Linked DNA regions of Danio rerio: region 2 is linked to region 1. Evidence: chromatin contacts called from public HiCAR-type data. All regions are on one chromosome and are shown on one strand. The core of a region is the stretch at or near the end of the contact, and the rest is flanking DNA. Distances in the headings are between cores, read along the strand shown. Region 1 overlaps hipk2 (homeodomain interacting protein kinase 2). Region 2 overlaps tbxas1 (thromboxane A synthase 1 (platelet)).

Evidence for each region. HiCAR-type assays count read pairs that join an accessible place to other places.
Region 2: a contact with region 1 is called in a HiCAR-type map of caudal fin, with 6 times the contacts expected there. The contact joins two enhancer-like sites. A contact is called at or near these places in 4 of 18 Hi-C or Micro-C datasets (caudal fin, embryo, hematopoietic stem cells and 1 more) and 1 of 4 datasets of contacts at active chromatin or transcription factors (caudal fin).

What each region holds. Positions count from the first base shown.
Region 1 is chr18:13,838,850-13,845,159 of GRCz12tu, forward strand. The region is part of intron 9 of hipk2 (homeodomain interacting protein kinase 2); the gene reads right to left. Among named protein-coding and RNA genes, the nearest start is that of si:ch211-1e14.1, 26 kb to the left of the region's middle. Within about 2 kb of position 4,987, at least 17 of the 62 cell types and tissues checked have an H3K27ac peak or open chromatin away from gene starts, as enhancers often do.
Region 2 is chr18:14,067,844-14,075,092 of GRCz12tu, forward strand. tbxas1 (thromboxane A synthase 1 (platelet)) reads left to right here. Exons shown (of 14, transcript NM_205609.2): 4 at 5,790-5,842. Among named protein-coding and RNA genes, the nearest start is that of tbxas1, 61 kb to the left of the region's middle. Within about 2 kb of position 3,133, at least 3 of the 62 cell types and tissues checked have an H3K27ac peak or open chromatin away from gene starts, as enhancers often do.

The DNA of each region.
Region 1 (6,310 bases), core at 3,737-6,236:
GTCTTGTTTTCCACGGCAAAAATCTAAACGTTTTTGATTTAACATGCATTTAGTGGAGACGTGACAAAATATGTTAATTTTTGTTATATTGCTGTTGTCATGGTCACCAGCGATTCAACCTGTGCAGATCGCTGCTAAACACAGATCACATAGAACTACAAATCCGCCAGTTACTGATCCTGACTAACTGCAAACTTACAGCTGAAGCTGCTCATGGACTGATTTCAGGACTATATTCACAGCACACAAATACACACACTTTGCTGGGTCTTTTTGAACTGTGAGTGAACATTAGGTTGTGTTTTCCTTGCCTTGCCGTGTTTTTGACCTGCGCTTTGTTTTGTTTGTTTACGTTTTATGCTGCCTGCCTGTACTGACCATCTGCCTGTTATTTTGACTACAACTCTGGATCGCTTTTACTGTGCGTTCACACCGAAAGCAGTGAGAGCGTCCAAGGTCACTCTGACCGACCTGTCTGCCTTCAGCTTCGTTGGCGAGAGCGTCAAAATTCGCTACATTGATCTCATATTTAAAGGAGCTGTTGCAGCTTGTCAGTTATATTCCTGCATAAAACATGCTATCTACTGTGAAAATGTTGCGCACTTCTTATAAATGTCTACTAATCAACTTCGACTTTAAATATTCTGCTCTTTTGATTTCTCAATCAAATTTAATATGAAAAAAATTATTCATTGCATTGTGTACATCATTAATTAGAGTATATTTGAAATAAATCATTTTAAATTGATTAAACCCTTAATATAGAGTATATATTTGCTTTTGAAAGAGCTGTTTAACATTCATTTAGTAATTTTCCTTCAGCTTAGTCCTTTTATTCATTAGGGGCACCACAGCAGAATGAATCGCTTATACAGCATATGTTTTACACAGTGGATGAACTTCCAGCTGCAACCCAGTACTGGGAAACACCTACGCACTCACACATTCACACACATACACTACAAACAATTTAGTTTAATCAATTCACCTATAGCGCATGTCTTTGGACTATAAAAGAAACCGGAGCACCCAGAGGAAACCCTCAACAACATGGGAGGAACATGCAAACTCCACACAGAAATGCCAACTGACCCAGCTGGGACTCGAACCAGCAACCTTCTTGCTATGAACTGACAGTGCTAACCACTGAGCCACTGTGTCACCCTTTCTGAATTATCAACGACCAAAATTTTTGCTAAAAACATCTGACAGGAAAGTCGTCTACATTTTGGATGACCTAATGGTTAGTAAATTAACATCAAACCTTCAATTCTTACTTGTCTTAAGAGTAAATAGAATCATTTCGGTTAGTTTGTCTTAATATTTTTAGATTTAAAATGTAGTCATTTTGTTCTCAAGTAAATCTTTCTAGAATTACAGTAAGAAAGTTTCAATATTTGTACTTAAGCATGACAAAAATACAGAGCAACCCTCCCAACCAACCAATTAACACTGACTGTAGGTATACATGTTGTTAATGAATACTACTCAGTACTTAAATGTACAACTATAGTGTAATAAAAAAACCATGAAATAAAGTGTAAGCAAACTATATGTGAATCTGTTCGAACAAAACATAAACAGAAGAGATCAATTATACACAATTTCATAACAAATCCATCTTCTGATTATTCTCTTGGTCTCATAAATAATGATGATGTGAGAAGGACGGTCTGAAGAAACAAATTACAGACCAAATAAAAAAATAAATAAATACAAATCTCCCTGTGAAATAACAAAAAGCTTGTGCCACCACTTCTGCAGGAACTTCATTCATTTCCCTCCCTCAATTTCTTGGCACCAATATCTAGATGACAGGGCCCTGCATACTGCATACGGCCTTGGCTCCTGTCTATAAAAAAAGATAAGACCCTGCCTTAATAAAGAGATGTGGCATCTCCCAGGCAGTGCTGATGTGTTAGACATTTTCCAAATCAGCTCCGACTTTAATTAAATTCAGGGGCCCCATTCAGAGGCTTTGTGAGGAGCTGCTTTGTATGGCGGGTGAGGAGTGCGGGGAGTGCCAGGCATAATTTGCCCAGAGACGTGAGCTTGAAGAAGACTGTCTGCAGCTCTAATAGTTTAATGCAGCCTTATTGATTAGCAGTTTAATGTACAACTAATGAATTGTTTCTTTAATACCCTTTGCACATCTATTTACCAGCCCATCAGTATGGGCCACAGCGCTTGCACAAAAGAGGGAGGGCGAACCGTGGAAAAATGCTTTTTAAAAAAGCATGTTTGCTTTTCGAAAGGCTGTGATTACGCATTCAGTAATACAAGAAAAGAAAATAATGGTATTTGTCTGGAATTTTAACTATTTAAGGGCAACTTTATCAGTAGACTGCAGTGCTTTCCACAGGTTTGAAATATACTAGCGGGGGAAACTGGATTGAAACACACCTTTTACCTACAGCCCATAAATCGTTAACTAAATGCGACAAACAAAAAATAACGTGATTTTTAACAATATTTTCATTCATTATGACACTGTTACTTTTTCTTTTCAATGGGTTAAAGGTTTTTTTCCAAAATGAAAAAAGAAATCCACTATTTCTCTTTACCATTCAGGAGCCATGTGATCTTATTGGTAAAAGCTGCTCTATTTCTCTGTCAAGTTCATTTTGTACAGTACTGCCAAAGCATTCAGTACATGTATACAATGTGTAATATATTTACACCATCAAATTATTCAAACATACAGCAAATGAGAAATAAATGACAAAAAAAAGGAATAAAACAAACAATATCTCTGATTATATCTGGTTAACCACTTCTAATGGTGTATATACAGTACATTTTGCAGTCAGTTTAGATGACATTTCATCCTCTGCAGTGTAAAAAGTCATTTTGTGGCCTTGTAGATTTGATTAATATTAATATGTACACTTTATTTAATAAAATAAATTTCCTGATTTTAGGGCTTTTTTTTTGCTTTGAAATTAATTAAAAATGTCTGTAATAAAATCAAATCAATTTTATTATAAGAATTTAGGTGTTATTTTTGAATAATTTCAAAAAGAGAAAATATCAATTAAATCCAACGTAATTAAAATGAGCATTTTCAAATTAGGCAGGGGCACACAAGTCAGTATGTTTAGCCGAGGACCAGCTGCCCTCGCCAGGTACACGAGCGATGAGCGCCCGTCATGACCTTGAGGTGGACATCTCAGCAATTGTCAAAGGACATTTAAAAATATACACAATCTTTAGAAATAAACTGCGCATTTGAGTTTTAAACAACTACATTCTTTAAAAAACGAATTAATTGTTACTCAATCCATATATGTTATATTATTTTTTACAGTGTACGAGTATATTGTAAATTTTTTCTGAGTCGTTCAGATTAAAGAATTCATTCTTTCATTTTCTTTTCGGCTTAGTCCCTTAATTAATCAGGGGTCACCACAGCGGAATGAACGGCTAACTTAGCCAGCATATGTTTTATGTAGTGGATGTCCTTCCAGCTGCGACCCATCACTGGGAAACACTCATACACTTCCATTTAACACATACACTATGGACTATTTTGCCTAGCCAAATCACCTATAGCGCATGTCTGTGGACTGTGGGGGAAACCAGAGCACCCGGAGGAAACCTACGCCAACAAAACTTGCAAAAACGCATAAATTTAACGACAGCTTTAGAAAGCAAAAGCAAAAGTTGAATCCCCGACATTTTAGGAGATTTACAAACCCTGAACGAATCAAGTCTCTGTAGGTCGATGCAGAGCACATGAGACTGTTGACGGTTCTCGCGCACACACAAAAGCGGTATGAAACGTGTAGGGTGAGAGAACATTTTCCACTACTTAATCGATCGTGGATGTTCGTTATCTTGTGCGGATGCAAAAAAGTGTAAAAAGATGATAATAATAATAATAAACCCTTATAATAATAATAATAATAATAATAATAATAATAAGTGGCATCAAATATACTTGGGCGGCCGTTAATATACCTGGGCAGCCAGCCAAAGTAAATTCAATGTGTGGGAAGCACTGGACCCGTTAAATTTCAGTGCGAACAAAGTTACTTTCAAACTACAGTCAGGCTATCATTTGTTGTGCTTTTAATTTGTTACATTTATTGTTATTTTAACTATTTATGTAAATTAAATATACCTTTATTTTTGATGTTTTTGTCAGAGAAGTCAAATAAAACTCAAGCAGTTTCAAATAAATAAAATAATTTGAATATTGGATATAACAAAAATAAAAACATATATAAATACAAAAATAAGTGCATAAATAAATACCCTGAAGGCATGTGAATTTTTTAATTTTAAAATTAAACTTACATTTAAATGTATAAATTCAGCAACCTTCAATCTTTACAGTTTACCTGTGGGGAAACTTTTTTTGTCACTATAATTGTAATTCCCTTTAGCAGCAATAATAAATAAAACTTCATAGGTCACCTGAAACTGAAAGTTTTTTTGCCTCTTACTGTTTAATTAAGAATCAATCAATCAATAAATCAGTCAATCAAATAAATCCAACTTAAGAAATGGAAATATATATTTTAAAATACACACTTCATCATTCTAACCTCAACAAAACAAACAAAACCTTACAGCTGATCTGATAGAAACTGAAAATTTACCAGTTTAACATTTGCATCTATCTCTACATTAAATTTTTCCAGATGCACAAGGCCTAAAAGTACATACTTCAAGTACATGTCAACACCTCTACATACTTCTTCCTCTTGTGACACAAATAATTTCATCCGAACTATGTCCCTAAAGCCCTTTGCCTACATTCCTGACACTCTGCATCCTCCTTTCTCACTCTGGGCTGGGTTGTGTAATTGTACCGTCTGGCCTGAAACGCTAACCCAGATAAGAGTAGAGTTTTCCATGCGAGGCCATCTCTTCGACCACCCCTCTAACAGCTTTTCTGCCCTCGCAGGGTGAAAGCCTTTTGTCACCCCCAGGGCTCTGAAAGCACCGCCGCTCCATCGCCAATTGTTTTCGCATTTTCTGCATTCCTGTTCCAGATAAAGGCCGAGGCCTTCTAGAAACCCACTCCACTGGCACCAGGAGCGATGTGGCCAGGCTGATTGGATTGAAGGGGGAGAAAAGCCGCTTGAGGCCCTACAGTAGTAATGAACAAGCATCCCAATCCCCAACTGCTTTTCCCAATCCAGCACTGTGATAATCACCAGTGGAATTTATGCACAGGCTTTCTTGAACGTGAGGAACATTGAAGATGTACTCAAGCAACGGTTCCCAACCTTTCTTTGCCTGAAAACCCCCTTTTTTCCCCTGGAAAATATTGTAAGGCCCCCCTCCACATTTATTGACATTATCGCTTATATAAGTTTGCAGTATATGTATGACAACCAAATGTTGTTTCAAACAAATGGTGTGTTTATTACTATATCTAGATATGTTTCTGCACAAATAATAGCCTAATGTAAAATATAAAAGCAAAACCTCACTAAGCCATTTGTTTTGGGTACCCCTTGCGGTATTGGGGATGGGTCATCTACAAATGTCTTATTAATTTGGAGGGCCTCATGCATTCATTAGCAAAAACTTTAGTGCAGATTATGCACTGTGGCTGGGTCAGGGACTCTTTGCTTCGAGAAAAAAACAAACCAAAACAAAACAGGTAGCTATCTTTAATTTATTTTTATTCTATCTTTAACTATCTTGTATTTCCTGCATTTTGTGTTTACAGTATTACTAGCGCTGCGACCCGAAATGTTTGGATCTTCCTGACCTTGATCCAGTATGCTTGGCTCATTAGCTGCTGAAGGCGAATCAATGACTTTCTTTTTTATGGTGGACGAATTACAAATTTGTTCATTTTTTGGTCAGCCAGGAGATAAAATGAACCAAGACAACATGATCAATCTCCCAATTGTCAAATTAAATCAGTAATCAGTGGTCAAATCGAGTCCATTCAGCAAAAATGGTGTCAATTTATCATGAAAGTTGTAGCTATGACTCAGGCACCATGTTTTTGAAGCACGCCTTTAAATTTGTTTAAATTAAAAACAACTCAAGTGCGGTTGCTGTTCATTTGAATAACTCTAGTGTACACCAAAAAAAAAAAAAAGACTGCAGATAGGATGGCTATTAATTCTCATCCAATAAACTCTGCTGCAGTTCAGTTTAGGGTTGTCGCGATATCATTAATTAATCTTACGATACTACACCAGCTTAAGTATCACGATACCAAGTAGTATAGCAATACTGTAATTCATAACTCAAATTATATAAAATTTGTCAGAAATACTATATTTTATGTTATAATAGGCCTATTTGAATGTAACTCATAATTCCCTTAAGGTCAAAAAGT
Region 2 (7,249 bases), core at 1,883-4,382, 230 kb after region 1:
AAAAAATAAAATACAATAAAATAGAAGAGAATATAATTGAATAGAACAGATCAGAATAGAATAGAATAGAATAGAATAGAATAGAATAGAATAGAATACGATAGAATAGAAAATAATAGAACAGAATAGAATAGAATAGAACAGAACAGAACAGAACAGAACAGAATAGAATAGAATAGCATAGAATAATAGAATAGAATAGAATAGAATAGAATAGAATAGAATAGAATAGAATAGAATAGAATAGAATAGAATAGAATATGGCCACTTGAAATGTCTTTCTTTCTCAGTTCTGTCTTCTAAAGTGCACACCCTCAGCAGAGCTTCCCTCACATTGTCTCAGACACATGCTGAAGGTCTGAGTGACATGAGCGATGATTAGTGGCTGAGACAAAGAGAATCAGTGAGCTGTTCAGACCTGCAGGGGTCAAGGTCACAGATGGGCTTGAAAACAGCTGAAAGTGCCTAATCTTTTTAAGAGAATTCCAATAGGATTGCCGACCGTCCTCTTCACTCCAGACCCGCCGTTATTGATCGCATCCATCCGTGATGAATCCCTGAAGAAGCCAAAGGCAGGAGCAGCTCATTTGTTTGAATTGAGCCTCTGGTCTCCTGTTTAACTCGTGTCACAACGCTTCTGCCAGATGCATGCTAGGTATGCTTACTATGCTATAATTTATCATTTAGAATATACCAGTAAAAATTATCTCCACAAGAAGAATTGGTGTTCCTGCAATTAAAAACAATTACACCTAGAATCTGGAATCTGCCTCTACAATCTGAAACTGGTTTGTTTAGTGCTGTACAGTGCCATATACTAAATGCAATGAAAATGAGCCTTTCTATAAATAAAAGAAATTACTGGCATAGTTTATTTGAAAGCATTGTTATTTGAGTTATTGAACAAAACTTTTAACCAGATGTGGTTTCACATCACAGATAAGGAAGTAATCACACTACTTTATAGCATTCTGCACTGCAGTGTTGATAAGTATTGCATAATAAATCAAATCAAATCAAATAAAATAAATACCCAGCATGTCATGAGGAGCACCAGATAAATAAACCAGATATTAGAACAATTATGCTTTTAGTGTCTTTAAGTTTTATCAAGCATCTTCTTTCTTCTAGGCTTCAACAATAGCTTGAATAAAACATGTTCCATTATGAACACACAACTTTATATACATTCAAACACATTGACGTTAGTGTTGTAAATTACGCTACGAAAACCTTGTAATTAACTACAAGTACATTAACTGTTATTTTACAGACTTAATTCTCTTTATAGTATACATATAATTTTACTACTACTAACATACAATTTCACTTACTACTCACTACTTAAATGTCAATAAAAGTGTCTTTGTTAAACTGTAGAGTTGGATTTTCAACATCAAAAGTTGACAGAGCAGAGATCAAGAACCATAATGCAATACACAACTGTAAATAAATGGAAAACACCAAATACAGAAAATATTAACAGATATTTTTTAGAGTGTATATATAATTTATTATACAATATATCAACATGTAGCCCTATAAATGTTTCTGGAGATCACAAACTATATGTAGCCAGAAGTATTTCATCTTTAAAAGAAACGCTACGGGGTGGTGTGACGCCGTTTCTTTTCACGTTGTTACCAGTTTGTCCAGTAGCTTGCCATAAACGTCGGTGGACTTGAGATGTAGAGAGGAGCTGACCATGACAACAAGGTTCGAGTCTGGTAAAGAATGGTTCCAGAAGACAAAAACAAAAGCCAAAAAATAAAATAAACAAGTAAATAACAGGATGAGAATGTGGTAAAATCTGAAAACGTGGTAAAAAATTAGGCAAGGGCTTTTGTTTTTCTAGATTGCTTTTTAAAACAGTCGGTTGCCTTTAGGGAAGTGGGTGGGCGGGTCAATCTGTGCTTTTGAAAACACTATTGGTTGGGTTTAGGGTAGTGGGTGGGCGGGTCAATCTGTGCTTTTGAAAACACTATTGGTTGGGTTTAGGAAAAGAGGAGGGTGGGTCTGTCGATCGGTCAGTCAGTCGACAGGGGCCTCTGGTGGATTTACGAATGACACTTGCGACAGAAATCTGAGATCTCAAAAAGCGTATACAGCGACCTCTGGTGGATTTGTGAAAACAAATTGAAAAAAAACATAGCTGTTAGGATGTATTTGGCGCTCTCCAGAAATCTATATAGCTGTATATTTTCAAAATGAGCCTGGGTTGCAATATATTGTTTTAAGCTAAACTTAAAATGTCAATAAATGTCACTTTATTAAAATACAGATTTGAATTGGCAACATTAACAGTTCTAGTTTTATTTTTAACAATGTTTTGTTTTTCGGTGTGGTAATCGTCATTTAATAGCTATTATTGGCTCCAGTCCTTTTGCAGTATTCGCAAATAACACACACCCAAAGTGTAACACCCACTCTGCTCCAAGCCATGACCACATTTCCACCTGAGGTGTGCATTACTTCATAATAATTCAATGGCCCGTTGTTAATTATTCCTTACATAGTTTTAAAGCCACATCGCCAATCACTAATGCCCACGCAGCCTCTTCCATATGACAGAGCAGTAATAAAAGGCTGAAGGAGAGGACATCAGGACAGAAGGGCACACCCCACTGCTTAATGCTCAGTGAGGAACACACACACACGCGTCCCTGCCTAATGCCCACCAGGGAGACTGCAGGAATGGTGGGATGGAGAAGGGAGGGCAGGCGCTCTGGTGCCAGCGCTGTCGACTCCTTCATTAGTAGAGACAGCAGAGCCACCGGCTGCCATGCATACCAAACTAGCACTTTTTTCCTTGCATGCATGTACTGTATGCGTGTGTGTGTGTGTGTGTGTGTGTGTGTGCATTTAACAGTCAGATTTGATGTTCATTGTTTGCTTTGTTGTGTAACTTATCTCCACTCTATAAACACAGTGCAATCTCAGCAGCCCTGTGTGCAGAGTTTAATACATTCTTCAATTTTAAATGGGGATATAATGATATTCATGTTATTGTGTTATGGTTCTGGATATTTCAGGATAATATTCTCAGTAGACCTCAATAAACCTTTAGAGAGCCCATAAACCTTGAGAGAGAGAGAGAGAGAGAGAAAGAGAGGAGTACAGTTAATGATTTTTGCTCTATCCTGTCTCCTACTGGTAGATGAGTGCAGTTGCGCACTGTTGTTTGTGTTCAATCTGTAGTAATACTGTAGAGAATGATCTATTTTGTGCAGGGAGGTCTAGCCTTATTTAATAGATGATAATTGCTTTAAATTACATGATGGGCACTGGGGATACATTAAAATGTGTCCTGTTTAGTTGCTTTCTTTTTTTTTGTAGCAAACGACTGGATAGAACAGCAAACGACTGTCATTCATTTTTGCCATGAAAGATTTAATGTAACAATATTTTATATATGAACAACTACAGTAAAACAAGCAACACCACTTACTACTGACTTTATTACCTGCCTAATATTACGATAATAACTGTTTATTATAGCACTTATAAAGTATGACCACATCCTACCCGATGCTAAATCCCAACTACTACATTACTATCTTTTATTAAGGAGCTAATTAATAGTTTATTGAGCTTAAAGTCTTACTGAATGGCTTGTTAATAGCATGAATTGTACGTTATAGTGGGATCACAACTACTCTCTGGCCTATTGACAGCAAGAATCATCAGAACACTTTTAGGTACCGTTCCCACTAATAACTAACCTACCTGTTAATAAGATATTTATTGGCTGTTTATTATAGTAGTTAGAAAGTCTGATCATTTTCTACATCTCTAATCCTACCCAATACCTAAACCCAACTACTACCTTAATAACTAGTAATAAGCAGCAAATTACTAGTTTATTGAACTAGTTAATGGTGTGCTAATAGTAATAATTATACTTCAAAGTAAAGTGTGATCAAATCGGTAACTAGCAATGAACTATACTTGTTCTGCATATATTAATCATCGTTCAAGATTGTTTAATGTATCATTAAACTCGCTAAGACTTTATTTTGATGCTTCCTATTGCACATTTTGATGACTAAAGGTACATAAATGCCAATGAATTTGAGTATTAGTTGACTGTCTGCTTATACTGCTTTTGCACAGGGAGCTCTAGTCTTATTTATTTATTTATTTATTTATTTATTTGATACTTATTTATTTATTTATTTATTTGTTTGTTTGTTTATTTTATTGTGTGCCTTAATAAGTTATAAGTTATTAGAGCACATTAGTTATTAGTGCATTAGTAATGTACAATTACAGCAAAAACAGATATCAAAAACTAAAATTCGAATAAAAAGGAAAAAAACTTAACAAAATAAACACAACAAAAGGAAGAGATTCACAAGACGGCAAATACTGATTCATAATAACTTACAACAGACAGAGCTTTTACATCTTTCACAGCTTTGAGAGACTTCATTAACAGAATAAGTTCTGGTCTAGTCTTATTTATTAGATGATAATAGCTCTAAATTATGTGATGGGTGCTGGGGATACAGAACGTGTCATGTCCTGTTTTTTTTTGTTGTTGTTGTTTTTTCCTTAGGCAAGGCAATGCAAGTTTATTTATATAGCACATTTCATACACAATATTAATCCAAAGTGCTTTACAAACCACAATAAAAGAAACATAAAACACCAGAATAAAAAAATAAAAACTTAATATTTTTTTTTTTAGCTAAAATGATTTTTTTCTACCAAAACAGATGTCATTTAGTGTAATAATTGTTTGTAAACAATTACTGTCTGGCCTTTTTACAGCAAAAATTATCAGTAACACTTTAGTTCAAGTACCGTTCCTACTATTAACTAACCTACCTATTAATAGGATATTTATTGTCAGTGTATAATTATAAAGTCTAATCTTTTTCTACAATCCTGATTCTACCAATACCTAAACCCAACTACCACCTTAATAACTATTAATAAGCAGCAAATTTGTAGTTTATTTAGTTAATAATCATAGGTAATGGTTTGCTAATTGGAAAAAGATTGTTTCTCTTAAGAGAGAATGGAATAGAATGGAATGGAATGGAATGGAATAGAATAGAATAGAAAAAAGGACAGAATTCTCATCAACAGGAGGATGAGTGATTGATATAATTTCTGTTTCTGTTTTTAAGTACTATTTCCACTATTAACCAACCTACCTAATAATAAGATATTTATTGTCTGTTTGTAGTTATAAAGTCTAAACTTTTCTACATTCCTACATTCTTCATTCCTGATCCAATACCTAAACCAAACCACTACCCTAATAACTATTAAAAATCAGCAAATTTGTAGCTTATTTAGCTAATAGTCATAATAAATGGTTTTCCAATAGAGAGAATTATACTTCAAAATAAAGTGTGACCGAATCAGTAACAATTTAAAATAATGGTCAGTTTACTAACATGACCTAGGACTGAACAATAGTTGTTCTGCATTTAATAATCACAGTTCAACATTTTCTAATGTGTTACTACACTCTAAAGTTAACAGTCTGTGTGAATAAAGTAGAACTAACAATAAACAACTTTATTTTCAGTAACTAACACTAATAAATATTGTAATAAATGAATTGTTCATGTTACAAAATACATGTAATACATGGACCATTACTTTAGGTTTCACCATTAAAGTAATACTTTCAATGCAAAAAGGAATTGGTCATTCAATTTATAATTCTCATGGTTGTGGAATTGAATAGTCTCTAAAATAAAATAAATCACTTGTGTAACTTGAATGTCAACTTGTCTTCTAATTTTTTCATAAACTTTCTGCTTTTTGCACAGGGTTTCTTTAAGTCTCAAGCTGACCTCATAAACAAGTACGGACGAATTTGTGGGTAAGTCTCTTTTGATTGTACTCACAGTTATCAAACTGTCCATCAAATGCAGAAATATGAAAGAAAACAGATTGAATTGTATTTTGCTTTCTTTGTTAACAATAAAAACTGAAATTGCCGTCTAAAAGAAACCTTTTGTCGAAAGCATTAATAAACACAAATATGCGAAACCTATTTGTTTTGCCAAGTGAAACATGAATGACTTCTCATTACCCCCTGGGTAATAGAAAATGATTTTTTTCCCCCCCTGATTATATTCCTGATGAAAAGTGCCCAACGTGATTGCTTTAGTCATTTCCACATTTATAGAATTACTTTAACACCACAGCGTCTCTGCGTAACACCCATCACACATGAGGCTCTTGTTCACCATCCTGTCATTCATATTCAGACAGCATGAGCCTCTCAGTGAGCGCCCAGTGTCCTCTAATTTAGTCCGTCGCTTGCCAGACATTGTGTTTTAATATGCCTGATTCTGAGAGGCCGACTTCTCCTTGGGGAGATCAAAGCAGCGAGTGCCACTGGCCTTCCTGTGTTTAATATGAGCCCAATGGAGAGGAAGAGAATCAGAATGACGCTAGTTGTCTGTGTGTTTCTTGGTATTCATCACGTTGTGGGGACTAAATGTCTCTGCAAGTATAGCAATAACTGCAATTTTAGGCCTTGTGGGGACATGTTTGTAATCCCCATGATAAAAACAACATAGGCTCATTCTGAAAATTTAGCTCTACGGTATATAAATTTCAGGAGATCGCGATTTATGTAGCCAAAGGTACGTATGAATGCATTTTGTCTTTAGAACGAACGCTGCGGGGGCGTATGACACTGTTCCTTTTCACGCTAGCAGTTGACTGCTTACTTCCTTATGGACGGCTTTCCCCACTGGTACCAGTTTGTCTAGTGGCTCACCTTGTATGTCAGCGGACTTGAGATGGAAAGAGAAGTTGACTATGTTGACAGGGTTTGCATCCGGCAAAGAACTGTTCCAGAAAGCGGGTAAGACAAAAACAGAAGCTAAAACATTAAATAAACAAGTAAATAACAGGGTGAGAATGTGGTAAAATCTGAAACCGTGGTAAAAATCTGGCAATGGCTTTTAAAAACTGTCAGTTGGGTTTATGGAAGTTGGTGGGCCGGTCAATCTGTGCTTTTGAAAACACTATTGGTTGGGTTTAGGGTAGTGCGTGTAACGGATTACAAATCTTACAGTTCGGATCACACTGCGGTTTTTGAGTCACGGATGGGACCATTTTTCGGGTCAGCAAAAAAGGAAGGAAACAAATGTCATTTGCTTTCCTTTTCCACAAAAATTTTACTGCAAAAACAATTGCATCTAACAAACAATGTAGAACCTGTAATTTTAATAAAAATCAAGAAAGAACCAGCTGAAAAAAAGGAAATATTGAA